Regions from separate parts of the Sus scrofa genome. Here region 1 is linked to region 2. The links are chromatin contacts, called in public HiChIP or PLAC-seq maps. All regions are on one chromosome and are shown on one strand. Each heading gives the region's core, a stretch centred on a gene start, on an enhancer-like site or on the middle of the called end of the contact. The rest is flanking DNA. Distances are from core to core; before and after follow the strand shown.

What was found. HiChIP or PLAC-seq counts read pairs in DNA pulled down with a chosen protein or histone mark.
Region 1: an H3K27ac HiChIP or PLAC-seq map of alveolar macrophages shows a contact between it and region 2. The contact joins two enhancer-like sites. A contact is called at or near these places in 13 of 47 Hi-C or Micro-C datasets (embryonic fibroblasts, epiblast stem cells, fetal liver and 7 more) and 2 of 2 datasets of contacts at active chromatin or transcription factors (alveolar macrophages and skeletal muscle).

The regions. Positions count from the first base shown.
Region 1 is chr5:16,215,421-16,221,500 of Sscrofa11.1, reverse strand. The region is part of intron 2 of LARP4 (la-related protein 4); the gene reads right to left. Among named protein-coding and RNA genes, the nearest start is that of LARP4, 41 kb to the right of the region's middle. Within about 2 kb of position 1,315, at least 2 of the 83 cell types and tissues checked have an H3K27ac peak or open chromatin away from gene starts, as enhancers often do. A contact at or near this core is called in alveolar macrophages, where this site is marked.
Region 2 is chr5:15,968,485-15,973,726 of Sscrofa11.1, reverse strand. All of the region lies in intron 3 of ASIC1 (acid-sensing ion channel 1), which reads right to left. Among named protein-coding and RNA genes, the nearest start is that of ASIC1, 6.0 kb to the right of the region's middle. Within about 2 kb of position 2,111, at least 21 of the 83 cell types and tissues checked have an H3K27ac peak or open chromatin away from gene starts, as enhancers often do. A contact at or near this core is called in alveolar macrophages, where this site is marked.

The sequences.
Region 1 (6,080 bases), core at 66-2,565, 250 kb before region 2:
CCAGGCTAGGAGATGAATTGGAGCTAGAGCTGCTAGGCCTACACCACAAACAGCAACTCAGGATCTGAGCCATGACTGTGACCTACACCTCAGTTCATGGCAACACCGGATCTTTAACCCGCTGAGTGACGCCAGGGACTGAACCTGCTTCCTCATGGATACAAGTCAGATTCGTTACCACTGAGCCATGCTGGGAACTCCAAGGGTGTTTAATTTCCGTGTATTTTAGGATTTTCCAGTTAACTTTTTTTTATTGTTTAATTCCATTATGGTGTGAGATCAGACATTGGATGATTTCTGTTCTTTCAGGTTTGTTAAGGTGTTTTTCATGGCCACAAAAAATATAGGTTGTTTTTGGCATTTTTTCTGCTTGGTGTTCTTTGAGTTTCCTGGTTCTGTGGTTTGGTGTCTGACATTAATTTGAGGAAATTCTCAGTAGTCAGTGCTTCCAATGTTGCTTCTGTTGCTTTCTTTCTTCTCCTGGTACTCTCTTAACATGTATGTTACATTTTTTATTAGTTGTTCTGCAGTTATTGCTTGTGTGTGTGTGTGTGTGTGTGTGTGTGTGGTGTGTGTGTGTGTGTGTGTGTGTGTATTCTGTTCTATTTTTTTGTCTTTTTTCTCTTTTTCAGTTCTGGAAGTTTCTATTGTCATATCCTCAAGCTCAGAGATTTTTGCTCAGTCATCCTCAGTCTACTAATCAGGCCAGCAGAGGCATTCCTCATTTCTGTTTGTTTCTGATCTCCAGCATTTCTTTTTGATTCCTTCTTAGAATGCCCCTCTCTCTGCTTACATTATCCATCTGTTCTTGCAAGCTGCCTACTTTTTCATCAAAATCCATAGCATATTAATCATAGTTAATTTAAATTGCAGCCTGATAATTACAACATCCCTACATATCTTACTCTGCTTCTGAGGCTTGTTCATCTCTTCAAGCTGTATTTACTGCCTTTTAGTGAGGCTTGTAATTTTTTATTGAAATCTGGACGTGCTATACTATGTGAAAGGAAAAGAGGTCTTCAAGGGTGTGCTGCTGAGGTCTGGAGGAAGGGGAAAACATTTTATAGTTCTATGATTAAATAGGTCTCAGTCTTTTGGAGAACCTATGCCTCTGGACCGTGAACTTCACCAGTGCTTCTCAGTCTTCCTGACCCTACACTACCTTAGATGGGACAGGATGCCTAGAGGGAGCTGGAATTGTTTTTTCCTTTTCCTCCAGTTTGGGTCCCGTTAAAACTCTGGCATGTTAGACTCTGGCAAAATAGTTTCTCTTGAGGGCAGATTTGCTAAGAACAGAATGCTCTGCTGTATTTCAAAACGGTTATACTTCTCCTTCCCCTGAGGGAAACATGAGGGGATTTTTCTACAATCTTCACTGTCAGGATCTAGTAGAGTTTCTGAAGATCCCTTTGATGAGGTCCCCTTGGATTTTTTAACTCTCAGACTTGCTATACTGAGCCTCCAGCAATTCATCAATTACAATTAAGGGTTTTTTGAGGTTCCCATCGTGGCGCAGCGGAAATGAATCCAACTAGGAACCATGAGGCTTCGGGTTCAATCCCTGGCCTTGCTCAGTGGGTTAAGGATCCAGCGATGCAGTGATGCTGTGAGCTGTTGTGTGGGTCACAGACTCAGCTCGGATCTGGTGTTGCTGTGGCTGTGGTGCAGGCCGGCAGCAACAGCTCTGATTCGACCCCTAGCCTGGGAACCTCCATATGCCGAGGGAGCGGCCCAAGAAATAGCAAAAAGACAAAAAAAAAAAAAAATTTCTCTGCACTTACATTTTGGTTGCAAAAATGGGCTCATATCAGAAACGTCTTTTAACTCGCTTTGTTTCACATAATAGTGCATCTTTGAAAATTTTCTGTTTTTTCTTTGTTTTTGTGTTTTGTTTTTGCTTTTTAGGGCCGCACCCACAGCATATGGAGGTTCCCAGGCTAGGGGTCGAATCAGAGCTACAATTGCTGGCCTACACCACAGCCACAGCCTCCCAGGAACGGAGCCACATCTACAACCTACACCACAGCTCATGGCAGTGCCAGATCCTTAACCCACTGATTGCAGGGATAGAACTTGCAATCTCATGGTTCCTAGCTGGATTCATTTCGGCTGTGCGACAGAAACTCTGAAATTTTTCTATGTTAATAGATATTTATTGTTTTTATTTATTATTATTATTTTTTTGTCTTCTTGTCTTTTTGCTATTTCTTGGACCGCTTCCGCGGCATATGGAGGTTCCCAGGCTAGGGGTCGAATCGGAGCTGTAGCCACCAGCCTACGCCAGAGCCACAGCAACGCAGGATCCGAGCCGCGTCTGCAACCTACACTACAGCTCACGGCAACGCCGGATCGTTAACCCACCGAGCAAGGGCAGGGATCGAACCCACAACCTCATGGTTCCTAGTCGGATTCGTTAACCACTGCGCCACGACGGGAACTCCTGTTTTTATTTTTGTTTTGGGTTTTTTTGGTTTTTTTTTTTTTTTTGGCTTTTTGTCTTTTTAGGGCTGCACCCATGGCATAAGGAGCTTCCCAGGCTAGGGGTCCAATCAGAGCTGCAGCTGCTGGCCTACGCTACAGCCACAACAACGCCAGATCCAAGCTGAATCTTTGACCTACACCATAGCTCACAGCAACACCAGATCCTTAACCCACCTAGCGACGCCAGGGATTGAACCCACCACCTCATGATTCCTAGTCGGATTCATTTCCGCTGCACCAGGACAGGAACTCCTAGACTTAATGTATTGGCTGTATGATATTTATTGCATAGAGCTATCACAATTTAGCGAACTGTTCTCCTACTGATAGAAATCTGTATCTTTTTCAACACTGCAGACAACGCTGCAGCAAATATCTTTGCACAAGTTTATATATTTATATGATGATTTCCTTATGAAAATTTCAGTAAAATAATTTCTTTCCAATTACAAAAGCAATCATGTTCAGGAATTCCCATTGTGGCGTGGAAGAAATGAATCTGACTAGTATCCATGAGGATGTGGGTTCAATTCCTGGCCCTGCTCAGTGGGTCAGGGATCTGGCTTTGCCATGAACTGTGGTGTAGGTTGAAGACACAGCTCAGATCCCACATTGCTGTGGCTGTGGGGTAGGCCAGCAGCTGTAGCTCTGATTCCACCCCTAGCGTGGGAACCTCCATATGCCTAGACTGCAGCCCTAAAAAGCAACAACAACAACAAAAAAAGTAATGCATGTTCATGTTGAAAGTTCGGAAAATACAAACAAGTCCATGCCCTGGATGCTGTTAATATTTTAGGCCATGTTCTAATTTTAGGTTTAAGAATACTGTCTAATAAGTAATGAACTATTACTGAGGCTTGCTCTTCCTGATTTTGGTCATAGGAGATATTCTGCCTTGTTAAGGTGACTTTTATAAATAGGGATTATATATTAATTTTACTAGTTTACCTTTGTGAGTTCTAGGGTCACTCAATTTCCCTGTGAGTTATCTATGTTCCCGCAAATGTGTTCAAGCACAGCTTATAATAAGGTTAATTTTCTCTATCTTGTTTCCAGGTTTAAGAAGATTCCCAAGTGACAGTAAGATTAAACAAAAACATGTTGAAAGTAAATTTCAGTGTTTCAGTAAAATGCTTATTTTCCTCTTTCATGTATATACATCGCTTTGCCTATCCTACGCTTTTTATATTCTGCCTGTGGTTCTTCATGTTAAACCTCTTCATTGACCACTCAAGAAAGAATATCTTCTGCTCTAAATTACTTGAAACACAAAGCTTCAACACACACCGAGGTAGGCTGTCACAAAATAATCCCTGATATGATGGCAAAGTGGCACAGTCTACCCCTCCCCACCCCAGTCCAAGCCCAAAGATGCCTCAGGAATAAGAAATAAATGGGTAAAAAAAAAAAAAAAAAAAAAGAAGAAGAAAAGAAAGCCAACAAGAGGCTTTATTCTGGAGGGTTAGAAGGTGGTTATGATTTGATAAAGAAGGGAGGACAGAGGAGGGCAGGCTCCCAACACAGAGAATAGATTGGGAGAGAAATTTTGAGTTGGGCTCTTTTCTATCCACCACATTGCCCAGAGAAGATCACTGCCTTTCCCATCAGCCCTTCTACAATATCAGAAAGCAGGTTTGCAGGGGAATAATACTGGGGTAAAGAATAAACAAACACATAATATACGCATTTTTCAAAATACATATGCATATGTGTACATATATATATACATATATATATATTTGTCTTTTTGCCATTTCTTGGGCCGCTCCCACGGCATATGGAGGTTCCCAGGCTAGGGGTTCTAATCAGACCTGTAGCCACCGGCTTACACCAGAGCCACAGCAATGCAGGATCCGAGCCGAGTCTGTGACCTACACCACAGCTCACAGCAACGCCAGATCCTTAACCCACTGAGCAAGGCTAGAGATCGAACCCGAAACCTCATGGTTCCTAGTCGGATTCGTTAACCACTGAGCCACGACGGGAACTCCAGTATATGTTTTAATTAACTTTTGAAAATATAGAATTTATCAGACCTAAATAAATAAATAGTGAATGCCAGCTCAACCAACAAGCATCTAAGGGTTTCCTCTTACCTTTCCTCAGCAGCTTTCTGTTCATCTAGAGGGCTAGACAAATGGATTCTTTTTTTTTTTTTTTTTTGTCTTTTTGTCTTTTTGTGTTTTATTGTTGTTGTTGTTGCTATTTCTTGGGCCGCTCCCGCGGCATATGGAGGTTCCCAGGCTAGGGGTTGAATCGGAGCTGTAGCCACCGGCCTACGCCAGAGCCACAGCAACGCGGGATCCGAGCCGCATCTGCGACCTACACCACAGCTCACGGCAACGCCGGATCGTTAACCCACTGAGCAAGGGCAGGGACCGAACCCGCAACCTCATGGTTCTAGTCAGATTCGTTAACCACTGCGCCACGACGGGAACTCCGACAAATGGATTCTTAAGAGAAGAACAAAGCCTAGGGTGTAGAGAGGTTTGCTAAGGGGCAAAGCCCTCTGAGAAGAACAGTATACATAAGGGTATGAAAAGTTGGACCCTTCCAGTTGCCAGGAGTGGTATAAACTAAAGCCTAAGTTTTGACTCCTCCCACCTGTTTCTCCTTCCATTATTCATCAAGATAACTGATATGTGTGAAGGAAAATGACCTCATAGGGAAAAAGAACTAGACAATTAGGAAGTCAAAAAATAAATAACCTATTCTACAAGATGAGAATTAATAGAATACAAGCCAAATAAATGTCCCCAAAGAGGATATTGATAATGAAGCAGAAGCAAACAATTAGAAAGAACTAAGCAGGATTTCCCGTTGTGGCTCAGCAGGTTAAGAACCCAACTAATATCCATGAGGATTTGGGTTCCATCTCTGGCCTACTTAGTGGGTTAAGGATCTGGTGTTGCCGCAAGCTGTGGCATAGGTCACAGATGCGGCTCAGATCTGGCTGTGGTCATGGATGCTAGTCAGGTTCTCTACCCACTGAGCCACGAGAGGAACTCCTGACTGGTCTTATTTTCATTTTTTTGCCTCCCCCTGCCCCCCGGTGGCATAGGAGTTCTCTGCCATCTATGCCTCAGCTGCAACTGGATCCTTAATCCATTGTGCCGGTTGGGGATCAAACCTCTCTTCCAGCCCTCCCAAGATGCCACCCCATCCCAATGCACCACAGTGGAAACTCCTGGTCTTCTTTTTAAATAATCTTAACATCAACTGACCCATAATGTTGCCTGGCAAATATACAGTAGTTCCCTAATCCATTCACCCTGCCTTTCTTGGACAACATTCTATATTTTCTCCTGTCTCCTCAAATCTCTGAGATCTTCTCTTCCAGCTTCTTTGCTGATGACCTAGCTCCCAGGTGCACTGAGAAAATGGAAGCAGTCATTTTTAACTCCCTACACGTCTACCACCGCATCTCCTTAATTATCTGAATTTGTACTTATATATTTTAACTGTGGATGAACCATATGACTCCTATTTATTTATTTATTTATTTACTTATTTTGCGGCATATGGAATTTTCCAGGCTAGGGGTCCAATTGGAGCTACAGCTGCTGGCCTACGCCACAGCCACAACCAAGCAACTTGGG
Region 2 (5,242 bases), core at 862-3,361:
CCTCCAAGCCTGTCAGCCACATCGAGGGGGTGCAGACAAGAGGAGTGGGAAAGGGTTTTCTTTCCAAGAACTCACAGGAGCTCAGAAAAAAAACCACAACTTGCCCTCCCTCCCCCTCCGAGTGGCCTTGGAGAGGCTGGGGTGATAAAAATCTCTGTCCTTAAAGGATCTTAAAGGAACTTCCCCTCAAGGTGACTACATAGCAGTGTCGTGTTCATTTAAAATTTTTCCACAAGGAAGACGTCTGATGCATGTGTCCAGGAAAATGGGTACTGAACACCCATTCTAAACGTGGGCCAGCCTGGGCTGGGCCAGAGTCCCAGAGGCTGAAGGAGAGACTTCCCCTTGGCAAAGAACAGTTTGGGGTGGGGGTGGATGTGTGGCATATGGAAGTTCCCAGGCTAGGGGTCGAACAGGAGCTACAGCTGCCAGCCTACGCCACAGCCACAGCAACTCCAGATCTGATCCGTGTCTGTGACCTACACCACAACTTATGGCAATGCCAGATCCTTAACCCACTGAGCGAGGCCAGGGATCGAACCCATGTCCTCATGGACACAAGTCGGGCTGGTTACCACTGAGTCACAATAGGACCTCCTGGCAATAATTTAAAAATCCACTAAGCTGGAGTTCCCGGTGTGGCTCAGTGGTTAACAAACCCGACTAGGATCATAAGGATGCGGTTCGATCCCTGGCCTCGCTCAGTGGGTTGGGGATCTGGCATTGCTGTGGCTGTGGTGTAGGCCGGCAGCTGTGGCTCTGATTCGACCCATAGTCTGGGAACTTTCATATGCCACAGGTGTGGCCCTAAACAACCCCCCCCCGAAAAAAATCCACTAAGAGCCCCCTTTGGTCACAGGAAATTGAGCCTAGAAGCTGAGAAATGGAACCAGATGAGACTATACCCAAAATAGACCCCAGGAGTCTCAACACCCAGCCTCATTCTCCACACAGACAAGGCACACTGTTCCTTCATGCTGTCTCTTTCCTGGCTTTGCCTCCCAGAATCCCCACATCAGGGTCCTGCCTGGAAGGTGCTCAGCGGAAGGGTAGAGGCCCCTGGAGTGGCCACTTCCGATAAACAGGGAGGAAAGGCTCGTGCCTAGAGAGCCTGGCCAAAGACAAAGGCCCTTGTTGGAGAGAACCGGGCTGCTTGTCAGCTGGGGAAGATGCCACACATTCTGTAGGAAGGGGTTTCTGGAGTTCCCATTCTGGTGCAGCAGAAATGAATCCAACTAGGAACCATGAGGTTGAGGGTTCGATCCCTGGCCTTGCTTAGTGGGTTGAGGATCCGGCGTTGCCGTGAGCTGAGGTGTAGGTCACAGACGTGGCTCGGATCCCTAGTTGCTGTGGCTGTGGTGTAGGCCGGCGGCTACAGCTCCGATTAGACCCCTAGCCTGGGAACCTCCATATGCCGCGGGTACGGCCCTAAAAAAAAAAAAAAGGCAGAAAGGGAGTTTCTGAATAGCTGAGCTGTGCTGAGGAGACTGGAAGGTCTCTATTTAGACGTCGAGGGTCCTCTCATTCCTGCACACGACTCTCTGCTCCGAATGGCTTCCCTTAGTATCCCCAGCGCTCTGGGCCTCTCTGGGTACTGCCCGGGGCTCTAATCTCCCGGAAGGCGGGGACAGAGTCGGCCTGTTCACCACCGCCCCCTGGTGCCCAGCACGGGGCTTGGCCCTTCCGAGGGGCTCCGCCGGTCACAGGCAGTGCTCAAGTGGAGTCTGACTCCCAACCCCAGCCCCTCGGGCTTAGTATTCAGTCTCCCTCGCCATCCCCCAAGAATTGAAACTGCTTTCCACAAAGTTGAGGCAGGCTCCCAAACAAACTTCACTCACGGCAGAAACGTCCAGACCCCTCCGCCGGCCTCCCCTCTGCCACCTGGACGCACACCGGGTGCAGCAGCGGCCCCGACGTCGAGTTCTCCCCTGGCTGGAGCGGGAGAAGCCCAAGGCTGCGAAGCGTTGCTGCTCCCCACCCCTCCGCTCCGGCTCTGCCCCCACAGGCACTTAGAGCCCTTCCCTATTACTTTAGCCACGGCCTGGGACCAATTAACCGAGAGTAGTAGCCTCTTAGTAGACGGGAGAGGGGCGGAGTCGGAAATGACAAGCGATGGGGGAGGAGGAGAGGGAGGAGGTGGGAAAGGAAACTGAGTCACCCAAGGGGGTGTGTGGTGTGCGCGTGCGCGCGAGCTCAGGAACGAGTAGGAGAGAGAGACACCCCCCCCAACGCAGGATTCTTGCACCTGGCTCTGTTCTACCCCAGTCCTCTCCCTCCAAACTCTGGCACTTCTGAGGAAAGGAGGGAGGGAGAGACGGGAAGGATAAAGTGGGAGGAGGCAGCCAAGAACGCTAGAGCGGGGCGCCCCTCCTCCAAAGCTACCCTCCCCACTCCAGCCTCTCCTCTCCCGTGCTCACTCCCCTGTCTGCACAACCCCCCCACCCCCCGCAAAAGCCACCAGGTCTCTGGGTAGGGTAGACCTATGGTCCTTTCTCTCTCTGAGGGTAGCCGTCTGGGCAGCCTTCCCCTCCGCAGCTCCTCCGCTGGAGGGAATAGACCCAGGTAGTGAGGCCGGTCCCTCCCCCGGGGTCTCCTGAGCTGCTATGGGGTGGGTGTAGGGGGGTGAGGGGTGTCGGTGAAGGGGCAGAGTGACCCGGCCCTGGAGATAAGGGAGCTCCCGTTGCTAGTCCTGGCTCTCCCTGGGACCTGCCATCCCTCACTCTGCTGGCTGTAAGATGACCTCTCCCTCCGCCCTCTGAGTCCCAGGATCGCCCATCTCATAGCATCCCCCCGCCCAGGGGCTCCAGAAGATTCCTGTTCCACTTCAGAACCTTGGTGGGATTTCTTTGCCCACCCCTGTTACTCTGCCTCTTCTCTGGGAGATTCCTGTCCCCACTCCAGGATCCCCTCAGGGACTTCTGTCCCCCATCCCTTGTCCTCCAATTCCACCTCCTCCTGAAGGAACGCTATCCCCCCTGCACACCCACCCCTGTGATTTCCATTCTCTGCCCTCCCCTTCCATCTCTTCCAGGTCCAGAAATGAATTCCTGCTTCTCTCTCCCCCAGGCAAAGGCTCTGGGTCTCAGCTGGAGGAGGAGGGGGTGGCATAGGGCAGACTGGGCCACCATCTGCCAGCCCCCTCCCCTTGGTGCTGTTCAGCATTCCAGCCACATCGGCGCTCCCACTGCCAGGGACAGATAAGGTGCAGCTGGAGGCTGGCACCAGCTGCGACTGTGCTCACTCCCCCTTCCCCCACCCAGACACCGGCAGACAGCTGCGCCCCCCCAGCCCCCTCCATGGAACCCCTGCCCTGCCTTGGCCTGTCTGGCCTCAAAGTGGGGTGGGAGAGTGGACTCTCAGACCCTGTTGCCCTGGCAACAAAGCACCCCACCGAGAAGTAAGAGGTGGGAGGGGGAGGCCTGTGTGTGGGTCTTTGGTAGCTCAGGGGAAGCCTACCCCACAGGGCTGCTTGGGATGCTCTTCCCATGCCCCTCTGCCTCTTCAGTCCCAAGGCATTTCCAAACCAGCTTCTCCCGGATTTAGCCCGGGTTCCCCAGACTCTCCCAAGCTGACTCAGCCGCAGCTGGGAGATGAACCTGGCCAAACACCACTTTGACTACCAGTCCATCCCCTGAGGTTGAGCTGGACTCAGAAGCACATGTAGGGGGAATGCTTGTCACTGCAGGACTTCCCCCTCCCCCTACCAAGGAAGCTGGGATCTCTAAGGGACCAGAAGCCCTTCCTGTGCCCCCTACACTGCCTTCCAGGAGCAGAGTTCCTACTGTTGGATGAGGGTTCCCCTTGGAACCAGTGGAAGAGTTCCCATGGACCCATGCACACTATATTTTGCAAACACTTTGAGTTGGGTTTGGAACCCCAGTTAAGAACCTCTGCTCTCAAGGCAGCAGAAGATGCCAGGATGGTCTCCACTAAGCTTGGACCCGATAGACAGAGGCTTTCTGTCAATATATGTCCATCGGCTAGATACACACCTCTCAGCCTAGCAGAGACCAGCAAGGATGAAGAGGCAGATGTTAACTATGGGACCCAGGAGAGGAGGGAGAAGGTGGGCATCAGGCAAGGAGTGTCTGCGCCAGGAACTGGAGGACAAGGGAAATGCAGGAGCATGGCAGCACCCCTGCGCTCCACCAGCGAGACATCAGACAGAGATTCACAACCTGATTCCCGATGGGCAGTGTAGAAAGGGGCTGGCAGCGAGGTCGACCCGAGAGATTCGGGGTCATGTCTTTGACATGGGCACAGAAAGAGCAAACACGTGATCTAGAACCAAGGAGGACCAGCGTTGTGGCAAGAGGAAGAACTCAAATTGCTCCAGAACTTTGTGAACCAATCATATCTCCATTTGACTGTATAGGGTTGTCCCCTCAGGCAACATGGACCAATCACATTTCGGTATCTCCATTTCTATGAACAAAACATGGCTTAGCAACATCATTTTCTGGACATGAGGAACCAAGGGAGCCTCAACTGTATACTTCCTGTGAACTCACTGTAATCCCCCTTCGTGCCGTCACACCTTCCCAGGTGGAGCCAAGCAATTCCCTTCCTCATTCAAATACTCCAAACCATCCCACCTAATGAGTTTTCTCTGTTCTTCTTGATGGTCCCTTCTGCTTGGGTGTGGGGTATGTTGGAGAGGAGTAGGGCTCTGGATTTCACTTCCACCTTCACCTGCAGCTCTACTTCCCTTGAGACTATAGTTGATAAGCCTGGGATCCCTTTGGGCTCTGGAGAAACCAGGACAAGACTCTCCTGTTTTGAGGAAGGAAAAGAGGGGAAAAACTGGTTCTTGCATCATGCTAGGCTCCCTATGAGCTTATCTTGGCAAGGACTGTGGTCATGTAACCTTTGTCCAGCGGCAGTGACAAAAGCCCGTGAAACTGGTCTCAGAGCAGAGCTTAAAGAGATTGGGAAGTCTTGCGTAACTTCAGCAGGGAAAAACGAGCATGACCATGCCTCCAACCTTTCTACCCAAACAAATGCAGCTCATGTTCCCACAATGCTAGGGGGGAAGCAAGCAAGTGGGGAGAGAAAGTGGTCAGGAAGAAAAGGGGAGGCTGGTGGGGGGGAGAATTGGTGGCAGGCACAGACAGCAAGAGAGTCCTAGGGGAGCCTGGGTTGTCAAGAGCGATGGCCAGAACTGGAAGTGGTCATGGTGACTCCAGGGTCAGCCATATTAACCAGAAGAGCACGCTGCATGACATAAGTTCTAGTCCTGAGT